Regions from separate parts of the Mus musculus genome. Here all the other regions are linked to region 3. A link is a contact called in public ChIA-PET data. All regions are on one chromosome and are shown on one strand. The core of a region is the stretch at or near the end of the contact, and the rest is flanking DNA. Distances in the headings are between cores, read along the strand shown.

The links. ChIA-PET counts read pairs in DNA pulled down with a chosen protein or histone mark.
Region 1: an RNA polymerase II ChIA-PET map of memory CD8 T cells shows a contact between it and region 3, with 9 read pairs. The contact joins two enhancer-like sites.
Region 2: an RNA polymerase II ChIA-PET map of memory CD8 T cells shows a contact between it and region 3, with 25 read pairs. The contact joins the promoter of Rexo1 here to the enhancer-like site in region 3. A contact is called at or near these places in 4 of 484 Hi-C or Micro-C datasets (the N1E-115 cell line, cortical neurons and embryonic stem cells) and 2 of 115 datasets of contacts at active chromatin or transcription factors (effector CD8 T cells and memory CD8 T cells).

Annotation. Positions count from the first base shown.
Region 1 is chr10:80,508,073-80,512,594 of GRCm38.p6, forward strand. All of the region lies in intron 1 of Onecut3 (one cut domain, family member 3), which reads left to right. Among named protein-coding and RNA genes, the nearest start is that of Onecut3, 15 kb to the left of the region's middle. Within about 2 kb of position 1,464, at least 65 of the 459 cell types and tissues checked have an H3K27ac peak or open chromatin away from gene starts, as enhancers often do. A contact at or near this core is called in memory CD8 T cells, where this site is marked.
Region 2 is chr10:80,558,617-80,563,171 of GRCm38.p6, forward strand. Rexo1 (REX1, RNA exonuclease 1) reads right to left here and starts at 2,944. Exons shown (of 15, transcript NM_025852.3): 1 at 2,648-2,944. The coding sequence starts at 2,804.
Region 3 is chr10:80,984,386-80,989,159 of GRCm38.p6, forward strand. All of the region lies in intron 2 of Gng7 (guanine nucleotide binding protein (G protein), gamma 7), which reads right to left. Among named protein-coding and RNA genes, the nearest start is that of Gng7, 28 kb to the right of the region's middle. Within about 2 kb of position 1,311, at least 102 of the 459 cell types and tissues checked have an H3K27ac peak or open chromatin away from gene starts, as enhancers often do. A contact at or near this core is called in embryonic stem cells and memory CD8 T cells, where this site is marked.

The DNA of each region.
Region 1 (4,522 bases), core at 214-2,713, 480 kb before region 3:
CCCTGTAGCCTCATCTTCCAGAATCCTTCTCTTGGGCAGCGGGAAATGGGGAGTGGGGGGACCATGGGTTCAGACAGCAGTTCAGCCTGGAGCCAGGGCTGTGTCACTAGACGGAAGACAGGGAGCAGGCAGTGGTTTCATGAACCATCCACCCAAAAGGGACTTTTTGTTTCTTTCCAGACTTATTCTGTGGCTGGCCTCTCCCCTACCCTGGGTTTGGGGTTCCCCTTTAGAGACTCCAAGAAGATCCACCCAGGTCTGGCCTGTCAATGGTTTGTCTCTGGCTGGCCCTCTCTAGACAAATGATTTACTGTCTCTGTGTGAATAAAAGGAATATTTTATCATAAGGACAGAATAACAAATCCATAGAAAGCTCTTGACAAGAAAATCTTGTGTGTTCTGAGAATCTGTATTTCTGTCCCCTTCTAACAGTCTAGTAGTAGACTGCTAGGTGGTACCATAGGTAGATGGGTGGATGGGATGTGTGGATGGATGGGTGGGTGGGTGGATGGATGGGTGGATGGATAGATGAGTGGATGGGTGGGTGGGTGGGTGGGTAGATGGATAGATGAGTGGATGGGTGGGTGGGTGGATGGGTGGGTGGGTGGGTGGGTAGATGGATAGATGAGTGGATGGGTGGGTGGGTGGGTAGATGGATAGATGAGTGGATGGGTGGGTGGATGGATGGGTGGATGGATAGATGAGTGGATGGGTGGGTAGGTAGGTAGGTAGATGGATGGGTGGGTGGATTGTGGGTGGTGGGTGAATGGGTGGATGGGTAGATGGGTGGATAGATAGATAGATGGGTGATTTCTTCTTCTAGTTGGATCCTCATCCCAGGATGAGTATCTGCCACCACACTCCTAAGAACCTCAGGGAAGACCATCTCCCTTTGTTTCTGTTAGTGTCCATCCGCCAGCATGGAGCACCATCTACCTGCCAGCCTTTGCCAAATATAGGTGCATATTTGTAGGGTTTAGGATGGAAGCCAGGGTCTTACCATGCAGGTTGGCTGGGCAACAGTCAATTTTCATTGTCCACTTGAGGCAACCAAGGACTACCAGGGAATGGCGTCTCAGTGAGGGACTGTAGCGTAGGTGGATGTGGGCCTGTCTGTGTGGGATCACCTTTGTGCTCTGTTATTGTTTGAGTCGGGGTCTCTCTATTATGCGGCCCTAGCTATCCTAGAACTCGATCTGTAGACTGGGTTGGTCAACTTAAAGAGATCCACCTGCTTTTGCCTCCCGAATGCTGGGATTAAAGTCATGCACTATCATAACTGGCCAAGGGGTTCTCTGTTGTGTTACCTTGGGTGGGAAGAAGACTGGTACATTGTCCCTGGATTTGGGTCCTGAACTGTGTGAATAGAGAAGGCATGGGAGGGGGCTGTGTAGACAGCTCAGTAGTTAAGGGCAGCCACAGCTCCCAGCAACTGCAGCTCACAGCCACCTGTGACTCCAGCTCCTGTGATCTGCCTCCCCCTTCTGGCCTGAGAAAGTACTGCACGTACACACGCAAGACACTGCCCCACTCTCAACTAAAAACAAAACTAAAATGTAAAAAGAAAGAGTGGGGAAAAGTCAGCTGAGTTCAAGCAAGAGTGCAAGCTGGGTAGTCACAAGCAAGCTTGCGAGCCGAGTTGTCATGAACCCTTTCCCCCTAGCTCTCTTCACCTCGGTATTTTATTCCAGCAACCAAAACGGGTCCCGCTGCCGCCCGTGCCTCAGATCCCAGTCTGTGTGTTCACACGTGCACGGGTGACGTCAGAGGTTCTCAATTCCTCTCACACTATTTGTTTGGAAATTTGTTTAGTTTTACTTTATGCATTTGAATGTTGTGGCTGCATGTCTGTCTGTGCACCACGTGGCAACCTCAGAGGTCAGAGAGGACGTGGGATCCCCTTGAAGCTCGACTTACAGATGACTGTGAGGCCCCTGGTGGGTGCTGGGAACAAACCTGGATCCTCTGTGCTCACAGACAGTGCTGTAACCGCTGAGCTGAGTGTCCCTCTTGCCCTGATCCACCTTTTTCTTTTTTTTCTTTTTTTTTTTCCTTTGAGTAGAGTCTCTCAGGAGACCTGCGTCTCACCGATTAGGGCCAGGCAGGGTTGTCTTGGGATCTGCCTGTCTCCCAGTCCTCAGCGCTAGGATTTCAGAAGCTCACCTCAACAGCAGACTCTCGTGGGTTTGGAGGATTCAAACTCGGGCCCTCCTGCTTATCTGAGGTCTTTACTGACAGCTTTCTCCCAGCCTTTGTGACATCCTTCATCTCTAAACCCCACCCGCCCCCAACCAGCTTGCCCATCTGCTGAGAGATCCACCTTTTGCCATGGGATGCTCGTGGTTTGGCCATGCGTGTCGAATCCATGACGCAGCCACAGAGACTGTAAGGATTCCATTTCCTCTTTTGTGCAACTCTGCAGATCCTTAAGCCACTCGAGCAATTTCACTGCCCAAGCGGGAGGCAAAACCAACTCATTGAGGCTTGTGTAAGGGAGGCATTCATGAGGCAGTGAGCTCTCAGGACTTACCCTGGAGCTTTCCGTTCCAGGCTGGTACCGCAGCAGTTCCAGAGGGAACCCTCTCCTACAGAGCAACTCCCAGGTTCTCTTCTGTTCTGGCATTTTTCACTTATCCTACACTTAATGTAAGCCCTGAAGGGGGATGGGGGAAAGAGAGAGACAGAAAGAGAGACAGAGACAGACAGAGACCGAGAGAGAGATACAGAGAGACAGTGACAGAGAGACAGAAACAGAGAGACTGAGACAGAGAGACAGAGACCAAGAGAGAGAGAGAGACAGAGACACAGAGAGAGACTAAGAGAGAGAGAGACAGAGAGAGAAAGAGAGAGAGAGAGAGGAAGGAAGGAAGGAAGGAAGGAAGGAAGGAAGGAAGGAAGGAAGGAAGAGAGATCTGTGAAATATCATCCACTCTTGCAGTCCTTGGCTCTCTGTGTTTGTTTGTTTGTTTGTTTTCTTTTTCTTTTTTTTTTTTTTTTTTTGGTTTTTCGAGACAGGGTTTCTCTGTATAGCCAACTCTGCCTCCCTAGTGCTGGGATTAAAGGCGTGCGCCACCAGGCCCGGCTGTGTTTGTTTGTTTAAACAGGCTCTCTATGCAGCCCTGGCTGGCCTGAAACTTGCTATGTATACCAGGCTGGGATTGAACTCACAGAGATCCCCTGTCTCTGTGCTAGAATGAAAGGTGTGACCACTACACATCACTCCCACTGTACCTTCATCCCAGTTTTGTGCTTAATATCAAGATAGTTGGCGAAATATTCTGGTGGAATATACATTTTCCTTGTTTCTTCCTTCCTTTCTTTCTTCCTTCCTTTCTTTCTTTCTTTCTTTCTTTCTTTCTTTCTTTCTTTCTTTCTTTTATTTTATTTGTTTGTTTAATGTATGTGAGTACACTGTCATTCTCTTCAGACACACCAGAAGAGGGCATCAGACCCCATTACAGATGGTTGTGAGCCACCATGAGGTTGCTGGGAATTGAACTCAGGACCTTCGGAAGAGCAGTCAGTGCTCTTACCCGCTGAGCCATCTCTCTAGGCCCCTGTTTCTTTTTTAATTAATTAATTTATTTGGTTTTGTTTGTTTGCTTGAGCAGCAGCCCTGGCTGTCCTGGAACTCACACTATAGACCAGGAACTCAGATCCCTCTGCCTCTGCCTCCCAAGGGCTGGGACTAGAGACATGCACCACTCCCACCCGGCTATTTTACTTTTGATTACGTATATGAGTGTGTCTCTGTACATACCAGTTCCCACAAAGGCTAGAAGAGAGCATAGAGTCCTGTGAGCTGCAGTTACAGGTTAGCTGCCCAGTCTTCTGGGACCTAGACGTTGGTTCCTTGCACCGGCAGCAAATGTTCCTAAGTACGGAGCCGCCTCCAGCCCCATCTGCCCTTGGAGTTTTTGTTTTCTGGTTTCTGACCCCCTGAAAGCTTCTCTGGATCTTTCCCATGGCATCTGCCTTTCCTTTTTGGAAGCTTTAGGAAATTTTTATTTATTCTCAGGGTTCTGAAACGTCACAAAGACGTGTCTGCCCATTTCCATTCATCCACATGAAACCCATGTGCTTCAGTCCTGATTCTTCCTTCCTTCCCTATCACTGTGATAAAATACTTCAAGAAAAGCCAACTCAAGGGAACAAGGGTTTGCTTGGCTAATAGTTCCAGGTTCATTGCTTTGGGGAAGAGGAGGTTTTAGCAGCTGGGGAAGATGCTCACACTCTGTCTAAAGTTAGAAGAGACAGTGAAAACATGCATGCTAGGGCACTCACTCCAGGGATACCAGCCTAGAAAACAGTGCCACCCACAGTAGGCAGGATGCCAGCCTAGGGAATGCTGCCACGCACAGTGGGCATGTTTTCCCACTTCAATGAAAATAATCAAGTAATTCCCCGGCAGACAAACACAGACCCTGGTCTCCTGGGTGATTCTACACTTTGTCAGGCTGACAATTATCTTTAACCATCATATCTATGTACTTACATTTTTTATTTGTTGTTGTTGCTGTGT
Region 2 (4,555 bases), core at 1,694-4,193, 420 kb before region 3:
GCAGGACTGGACATCATGTCTAGGACACCAGGAGATGCCACGAGGAACGGAGCACCATTCCCTGAGGACTGTCAGACACACAGAGAAGCACCAGACCCCAAACATGACCTTCTGGGGAACCAAGTAACCAGCTGTGGCGCAAGACAGCACAGGAAGAACAACGTGAGAGGAAAGGTGAGGACCAAGCACTGCTCAGGGATGGCACAGTACCGGGGACAGCACTGCTCAGGGATGGCACAGTACCAGGTACAGCACTGCTCAGGGATGGCACAGTACCAGGTACAGCACTGCTCAGGGATGGCACAGTACCAGGTACAGCACTGCTCAGGGATGGCACAGTACCAGGTACAGCACTGCTCAGGGATGGCACAGTACCAGGTACAACACTGTTCAGGGATGGCACAGTACCGGGTACAGCACTGGGATGGCACAGTATTGGGTCCAGCACTGGGCACAGCAGAAGACAGCTTCCATCCCCAATCCACAAAAAGGAAGTAAACTTTAAAAGCCAGGATGTCAACTTAGTGGTGGGGGTGCACACCACTGATCCTAGTGCTCTGGAGACAGAGGCAGGAGGATCTCTGTGAGTTCAAGGCCAGCCTGGTCTACAGAGTGAGTCCAGGACAGTCAGGGGTACACAGAGACCCTGTCTCAAAAAACAAAACAAAATCCCACAAAACAACAAAAGGGTGAAAGAGATGGCTCAGGGGTTAAGAGCACTGGTTGCTTTTGCCACGGTCAGAACTCCATCCGTAACACTAATGGCTGAAGGCATACAACTACTTGGAAATTCAGACCTAGGAATCCAATGTCCCCCTCTGGCCTCTGCAGACACACCGAGTTGGACACCCATACAGGCATAAGTCTATAGGAAACGAAAGGCACTGCATGTCACCAAGCTGGGCACTGCAGCCTGAGAGGTCGCCTATGCCAGGCACTCAGGGCCCACCCTGCAGTGAAATCTGCCAAGCTATGCCCCTCCTCTTCCCAAGCACCTGGGCTGAGTCCCCGGCTGACCCGGCAAGGACAATGGCGGCCAGGTGTGGAGCCTGACCACCACACACAGAGTTGTCAAAGGGCCACTTGCAGTGCAGGTGTCCTAGGCCAATGTATGTGTGAGGATGGGGACCCAACAACAAGAGATGTGGCAGGTCATGCCTGGCCCTCAAACTCTCAGAGGGCAGAGGCAGGAAGATCACCTCAAGTTCGAGGCCAGCCTGGGCTACACAGTGAACCTATCTATCCATTTAAATGCTCGATATATATATATATGTATATATATATATACACACACACACACACATATATATATACCATTATTTAAATAAAAGACAACAGCTTGAGAGAGAGTGGTCTAAAATAAACCTGGGACCTGGGGGTGGAGTCAGTGGTGAAGTTCACCAAGCCATTTCTAAGGAACAGAGGCCACCAGAGGGGACTAAACGGTACTCTAGTCAACAATGCCCTGTCTCTCTTTTAGAGATGACCACATATGTAACCCAGGCTGGCCTTAAACTCAAAGAGATTCACCTGCCTCTACCTCCTAAATGCTGAAATTAAAGGCATGCACCACCATACCTGGGTGCCATGCCACTTTTTAAAGGTTTTTGTTTTTAATTTCATCCACATGAGAGTTTGCCTGGGTGATTGCATTTGCACCACACATGGCTGGTGCCTTGGAACTGGGTTTACAAACCAGCCATGTGGCTGCTGGTAACCCAATCCAGGGCCTCTGCAACAGTAGCAAGCGTGGCCCCCACCCCTCAGACAGGGACTCACTGGCTATGGATTTCTGGAACAAGGCTTCCTATATAGACCAGGCTGGACTCAAACTCAGAGGTCCACCCGGCAATGCCTCTAGAGAAACGGGACTAAAAGTGTGCACGCAGCAGGCCCAGCCCAAAACAGAAAGTGCTCTTAAATCGGAGCCATCTCTCTAGGCTCTCCAATGTCTTCTTTAAATGCAATTGGAATCCTAAGGGTCCGGTTAGGGCCATCCCAGAACCTAGGAGGTTGCAGCTTCAGGGTCCTGGGTCCAAAACTAGCCTGGCCTACAACAGTAAAAACAAACAAAAGACAAATAACAAAACCTTAATGTCTTTTCTCTAATACAATACTTCCTACACACTGCCTGATCCCTGAGGCCTTCTTCAAAATGTCATCACACTAATTGCGACATGCTCCCTGCCAAGCTCAAAGTCCACACCCGTTCAAGGCAAGGGGGTTTTCCGCTCGACAAACAGCAGGTGCCCCTATGGCCTTGTGCATCCAACTACTGGAGACAGTGGGGGGGGGGGGGGGACTCATCCCAGGAAACTGTCGCGTTCGTAAACAAGGTATGCCACAAGCGCACAGGGTGGCGTGCGTGGTGACGGGAGGGAATGATATATCGTTCGGAACAAGGTGGACAGAATAAGAACCGGAGGAGTTGCACCAAGTCCCCTAGCTTGGGGACGGGGATGCACGGTCTCTCGCTCCGTCGTGACCGTCTTTATGCTTTAATGACCAGAGAGGTCTAGACATTTGCACAGCATCGCGATGGCAGCTAGGAGAGGGACAGCAATCTGACAGTGCGCGGTCTGGCTGAGCAAGGGAAACATGTAGCACGGGCGGGCTGTGGGACCCAGGGCGGTCCTATGGGCTTTACCTGATGCAGGAGATGCTGCGCCGCCGCTACCGGGAGCGCCGGGACCCCGAGCTCCGCGGTGCCGGAAGTGGCAGTAGGGCCGCCGGCAAGGCCCCCCGGGAGCTCCCGCCCAGTATGGGCAGTCGATGGAGCGGAAGAAGCCGGTAGAACGTAGCATGGTCCGTTCCGCAGCGGGGCCCCGGCCCGGAGATACCCGGGACCCCGGGACCCCTCCTCACACTCGCCCCGGAGGCTTCCGCTCGCGCTTTTCGGACCCCGCCGACGCCGCCATCTTGCCCCGAGGCCCCCAGAGGCCCCCGGGACGCTGTCGCTAGGGACGCCGGGAAGGGCTGACTGAAGTGCGCCTGCTTACAATGTCGTCTCCCGCGGAACTGTAGCCGTCGGAAGACCCGAAGCTTAGGACAAGAGAAGCTTTAAAGAACGCGTGATTATATGCTTCTGGTCCTGAGAACCTTCCGGCACCGGACTTTCGCGGGTGCAGCTTCGCAATCTTGAGCCTCAAGCCCCTGAGAAGCCTGGGCTGTCCAGAGTGCGCCTGGCTGGAAATGCACCGCGAGTCTCCGCTGTAATCTTTGGCTATATAAGGCCGTCGTGCGCCCCCCGGAGGACGAGGAGAGCTTCACGGCCAGGGTTTTTGTTTGATTTAGGATTTACTTTCTAATTCTATGTATGTGCAACATGAGTGTTTCTGATTCTCGCTGAAGTCAGAAAAGGGCTTTGGATACCCAGAAATTGGAGCTACTCATGGTTATGAACGGTCATGTGAGTACTGGGAACCGAACCCAAGTCTCCAATTGCTGTAAGTGCTCTTCACCACTGAGCCAACTCTCTAGCCAGGGTCTTAATTGGCTGAGGTGCCTATCCTGAGAAACCTACCTAATTGATGCTCAAATAGTCACCTAACCACGAGGGGTATCAGTGGGGCATTTCTTTTTTCTTTTTGCCGTGCCTAGATACATACACTAGACAAGGGCACTCCAACTAAGCTACACTCTGGAAATATATTTGATTTTTTTTTTTTTGTTTTTTTGTTTTTTTGTTTTTGCTTTGTTCTGGGGTGTTTGGAGGGAGGCGACACTGTGCACCCGCATGCAGAGGTTAGAGGAGCATACAGCTTCCCACCCCTTTGTTTAGTCTTCCATTTTCTTTCCTTTAAGACAGGCTTCTTCACTGAAGTACTTCAGCTGGGCAGGCTGGCTAGCAAGCTCCCAGCATCTGCTTGCCTCCACCCCAAAGCCTAGGGTGGCACTCACCTGGTCATACCCAGCTTTAAATGGGTGCTGGGGATTAGAACTCAGGTCCTGAGACCTGTGCACAGCTTTCTAACCCACTGAGCCCTCTCCCCAACCGCTTTTCTGTTTTGCTTTTGATTGAGGTAAGGTCTCATGTAACACAGACTGGATGGACTTGCCCATTACACAGTGCTGGAGATGAAACGCAAAGCCTTGTGCTTGCTAGACAGTTACTCCAGTCACTGAGCAACATCCCCAGAACCCCTCTTTCTGTTTGTCTGGACAGGGTCTGGCACTGTAGCCTAGACTGATCTTGGACTTCTGACAGTTTTCCTAAATGCTAAGATTACAGGCCTGAGTCACCATGGCCGCCTGCTTTTTAAATTTTTAATCAATTTATTTGGTGTTTATTTTAAAAGATTCTCCTTCTGCACTCCAGGCTCATCTCATTTTCAAATCTATAAAATCCATCTGCCTCAGCCTCTGGGATCCTAGGATTACAGACTTGAGCCAACACATGCAATTTTGGAAGGGTATTCTACCAGCATTTAACAATTCTCACAGAGAGAAGTCACCTGGATAAGCACTGGTGCATGACGAACATATGACATAGGCCCTGGGTTATTACACAGCCTCAAAAGCAATTCTGGTGGTGTACACCTATAGTCTCAGTCCA
Region 3 (4,774 bases), core at 61-2,560:
TGTGCACGTGTACATGTGTGTGCACTTGTGGAAGTTAGAAGATGACTCACAGAAGCACAGCTGCCTTTCCGTCAGGCGCTGACCTCAGGGGCCTGTCCCTGTTTCCACTTCTCACAAAAGTTATTATTTTCCAGGGAGAAATTACGCAGAACCACAGCTATGACCCTGAGTTTGTCTCTCTCCCTCAACTCCTCGCTAAAGATTTTCACCTAAAGAAGCAATGAAGGGGAACCTTATATCCCCGGCTTCAAACAGGAGGGGCTCAGATGGTAGAAGGAGCGAGACCAGTAAAAAGCTAGAAGAAAACCATCAACCACAGTGTCATATGCCTGTCATATGTAAAAATCTCAACAAATCAATAACAAAAATCCTAAGGAAATATATTTACTGAAGTTCTTAGGAAATATGACGAGGCAGTTGGGTATGGCACACGCGCGCGCGAGTGTGCGCACATACACACACACACACACACACACACACACCTGTCATCCCAGCATTCAGGAGGTAGAGGCTGGAGGATTAGAAGCTCAGGTTCATTCATCAGATACTCAGTGACTTTAGTAGCCAGTCTGGGTTACATGACACACTGTTACAAAAAAACTAAAAAATAAAAATAAAACAAAGTCACTTAAAACTAAAGGAAGAAGCAGTGACTTGCTTCTGTGATGACTTTGTTTCTAAGGGCAAAGATGGAGACTGCTCTGAGAGTATTTAGGTTAGCCCACCCACACACCTCCCCCAGACTTAGGTTAGCCCATACACTACCATCCAGACACCCACCACACACACACATGCAGCAAGTGTGGCTGCAGAGTCATGGGGTAGGACCGTATTCCTTGGACTGTGGGGTCTTGTGGGGGTATGTCCCAGCTGGAGGCATACATCTGTTAGGGACCATAGGAAGTTCTCGGTCCCCAACCCCTGACCTGCGTGCTGGCAACTGAACTCAGGTACTCTGCAAGCAAGGCTACTGCTCGCTCAAGCGCTGAGAGGGAGCATTACCAGGAGGGTGACAGGGCACGTGGGCTGCGCGGGTGGACCCCACGTCCGGCTACTGTCACTGTCACTTCTTCCCTTTAAATGTCAGCCACAAGCTGTTAGAGCAAGGGCCCCCAGGCCCAGCATGAAGGGGCTTGGTGCAGCCCCAGGCTCTAGGAGCTGCGGCACGGGGCTACTGTCATTTGGGGAGAGGTGGTGGGTACTGGCTCTGGGGTGCGGGGGCAATGGAGAACAGAATAGGATGGCGGAGCCTTCTCGCTGCCACCGGTGACAAGCACCTGGCAGGAGGCTTCGGTTATGAAATCTGGAAAAGGGCAAATAGGTTCTCGGATGCCCGGAGGTGGAGCCTGAGCCGGGAAAAACCCGGAGTCCCCAGTGACTCAGCAGCGATTCCCATCCGCACCCCAGCCGGGTCAGGTGACCCCCTCCCCCACTCCGCTCTTCCCCGCCAGATCCGGCATCTGGGGCCACGGCGAGGCTTCCCAGTGCTCACGCACCCGGGACCGGACAGCCCCGGAGCGACCTGTTACTCTCCCCCTGCGTGACGCAGTTGCTTAATCCAGCAGCAGCTGGTTTACGTGTCCGAGCAGGTGCACCTGTCCCCACGCTACCTATGGGACAAGGGACACCCGCAGGGCTGGACGCTGCCGCCCCAGGGAGGTTCAGAGACTCAGGGTCCCTGCAGACTGCAGTGGGTCCCTGCAGGGACTCAGCCAGCCCAGGCTCGTAATCTCAGGTGCCACCCTGGGGCAGGGGGTGGGGGCAACCCAGAAGAGTTTCTTTCGTGTGAATTTTTTTGTTTCGGTTTTGGTTTAAGTTTGCAGAGTATAAACTGAACCATTTGTAGGCACACGAGCCAGTGGTATTAAGTACATTCCCAACCTTGTGCAAGCTCCAGTCTTAGAATACCCATCTCCAAAAAAAAAAAAAAAAAAAAAACTTCGTAGCATTCACTCCGCCTCTATCCAGTCCCACAAACCCTGGCAACCACCAATCCACTTTCTGTCTCCAAATTTTCCTGTTCTGGATATTTCCTGTCACAGAGTCTCCCAAGGTCCTGCCACATTGTCCTGTTATCAGAGCATCGCTCCTGTTTATGGCTGCATAATACTGCATGATGCGCACCCTGTGCCTGTGCCCAGGCCTTCCCCACGTTTGCCTGTTGTGAATCTCTGTGTGAGCACACAGGCTGGGTTGAGCCTCCCATGACCCCTACCCTCCCAAGGCCAGGCAGAGAGTCTTGGGATAGACCAAGAGGACCCCTGCACCACTAAGGGAAATGTATCTTATTGAAGTCTGCTGTTATTTTATTACATTTACTATTGTTGTTGTTTTTGTTGTTGATGTTACTTCATGGACCCATGTAGCCCAGGCTATCCATGAGCTCCTGATCCTCCTGCCTGTGTATTTTCATTGCTAAGATCACAAGTATGCATCTGCTCGCCCGGCTCTTACAGAACATGACTAGAAAGAACATGAAGGTAGGGTGATCCCGTGAAGAATTTCTGACCTTGCAGTGTTCCCATGAAGCTTTGGGAGCCTGCCAAGGCCTCCTTAGGACACTATCAGCTTTGGAGACAGCACCGGTGAGCACTTCCCTCTGCCCCACCTGGCCAAGGGCCACATCGGAGTCCAGCTGCCTCTGTAACCTGGGCTGTGTCTGCCCTGTACCTCCCTGTCAGGGGTCAGAACAGAAGGAGACTGGGGCTCAGGCTCGGGGACTAGAGTCTCTCACATATGACTGCTTTGACTCTCAGGTCCTTAGGGTGTGGTGCACAGGGAAGGCATGTATGTCTACCCAAGCTCTCTGAAGACTGAGGGATCAGGACACCCAAGTTCCCAGAGAGCTACAGAGTAAGACTTCACACACCTTTAGTCTCAGCACTCAGGAGGAAGAGTCAGGTGGAACTCTGTGAGTTCCAGGGCAGCCTGGTCTACAGAAGAGAGTTCCAGGATAGACAGGGCTACACAGAGAAACCTTGTCTCAAAAAAGAAAGAAAAGAAAAGAAAAGGAAAGAAAAGGAAAGGAAAGGAAAGGAAAGGAAAGGAAAGGAAAGAGACAAGACAAGACTGTCTCAAAAAGTAAAGAGGGCTGGAGAGATGGCTCAGTGGTTAATTAGTTGTCCTATGTTCAGTTTCTGCAAGCACATGGTGGCTCACAACTATCTAGAAGGGTATCTGATGCCCTCTTCTGCCATGCAGGCATACGTGCAAACAAGAGTCTCATATACATAAATAAATGAGTCTTTAAAAAATATAAAGTAAAAAGAGGGCTGGGGGCATGGTCAGCAGTAGTGGGCTTTCCTACCTAATGCAATGTCCCTATTTATCTCCAGGGCCCTGTAGGAAGTGCCCCTTTCCCTTTCTTTCATTGTTTTGGATTTCAAGGCACTGTGGTTGGAACCCAGAGCCTCCCTCACTGGCAGCAGTCACTATGAAGCCACACTACAGCCCCATCAAACCTTTTCCTGTTTGCACGGGCCAGGCCCCAAGGTAGTTGTGAGATTTGTCTCTCAGGCTTGGTTTCTGTCTGGCTAGGGCTTCCACAAACACCTGCTTCTAAACAGTAAAACTGAAGTCAGGACAGAAACTCAGCCTGTCCCCAATCCTGTGGCCGGTGAGGGAGCCTGAGAGTCCACCTAGCCTAGTCCCCCCCATACAGGGACATCTTGGTCCTCCTGTCACACAGGAACTTGCAGAAGGTGGGGCTCCCCTGACCTGAAGTCTCCCCAAGGGCTCCCCAGACCTCCTGAGCCAATGCATGGCCAGACAGCAGGCTGGGGAGGGATGACAAGGCTGACTTCAGGGGAGAGGAATTCCGCCCAGCCAGCGTCTAGACTGTGGGACTCAGGCTGCAGGGACCCGGCGGGAGCAAGGCCAGGGGTGGCGTGTGCTGCCCCCTGGTGGCCATGTCCACACTCCACCTTTGGATTCAACACAACACAATTAGAGGTCCAAGGCTGTGTGGAACCCAAGGGGAGTATCAAAAGAGAAAAACCTCCACGTATTTCACAATTTAGTGTTGCAAATGAAGAACGATATTTTGGAGCCGTTGCTCCGTATGTGGAGCGCGAGTTTGTCCAGAGTGCAGGAAGCCCTGAGTTCCACCCCCAGCATTGCATAAACCAGGAGTGGCAGGGCACATCCCTGTCATCCCAGCATCCCAGATCCACAGCCAGGAGGATAAGTAGTTCAAGGTCAGCAGGATGCTTAGCCCGGTCTCTGATGTCTTTCGTGCAAAGAGCTCCTAAGTGGGACCTTCACACGTGTCCCCAGACACCACCCACAATCCCCCCAAACTGAATTAACCCTTTGTCTAGAGGATTCCATTCATCCTAGGAGAATCTGTGGCCCACAGTCACCTCACATATCTCCTAAGATCAAGCCACGCTTCTCTGTGTAGGATTTATTACTCAGGACCACACCTGACCCCTCTGAGATCTCAGAACCAAGGCCCATCTGTGTTTGTTTCTTCTTCTTCTTCTTCTTCTTCTTCTTCTTCTTCTTCTTCTTCTTCTTCTTCTTCTTCTTCTTCTTCTTCTTCCTCCTCCTCCTCTTCCTCCTCCTTCCTCCTCCTCCTTTTTTGGTTTCTTGAGCCGTTAAGTTCCTGGCTGTCCTGGAATTATTCTGTAGACCAGGCTGGACTTGAACTCGGAGAACTGCCTCCTTCTGCCTACTAAAGGCATGTACCACCACTGCCCAGTTCCGTTGTGCACTTCTGATACAGGGTCTCACGTAGCTGAGGTTAACCCTCCTGCGTCCAACCTTCCAAGTG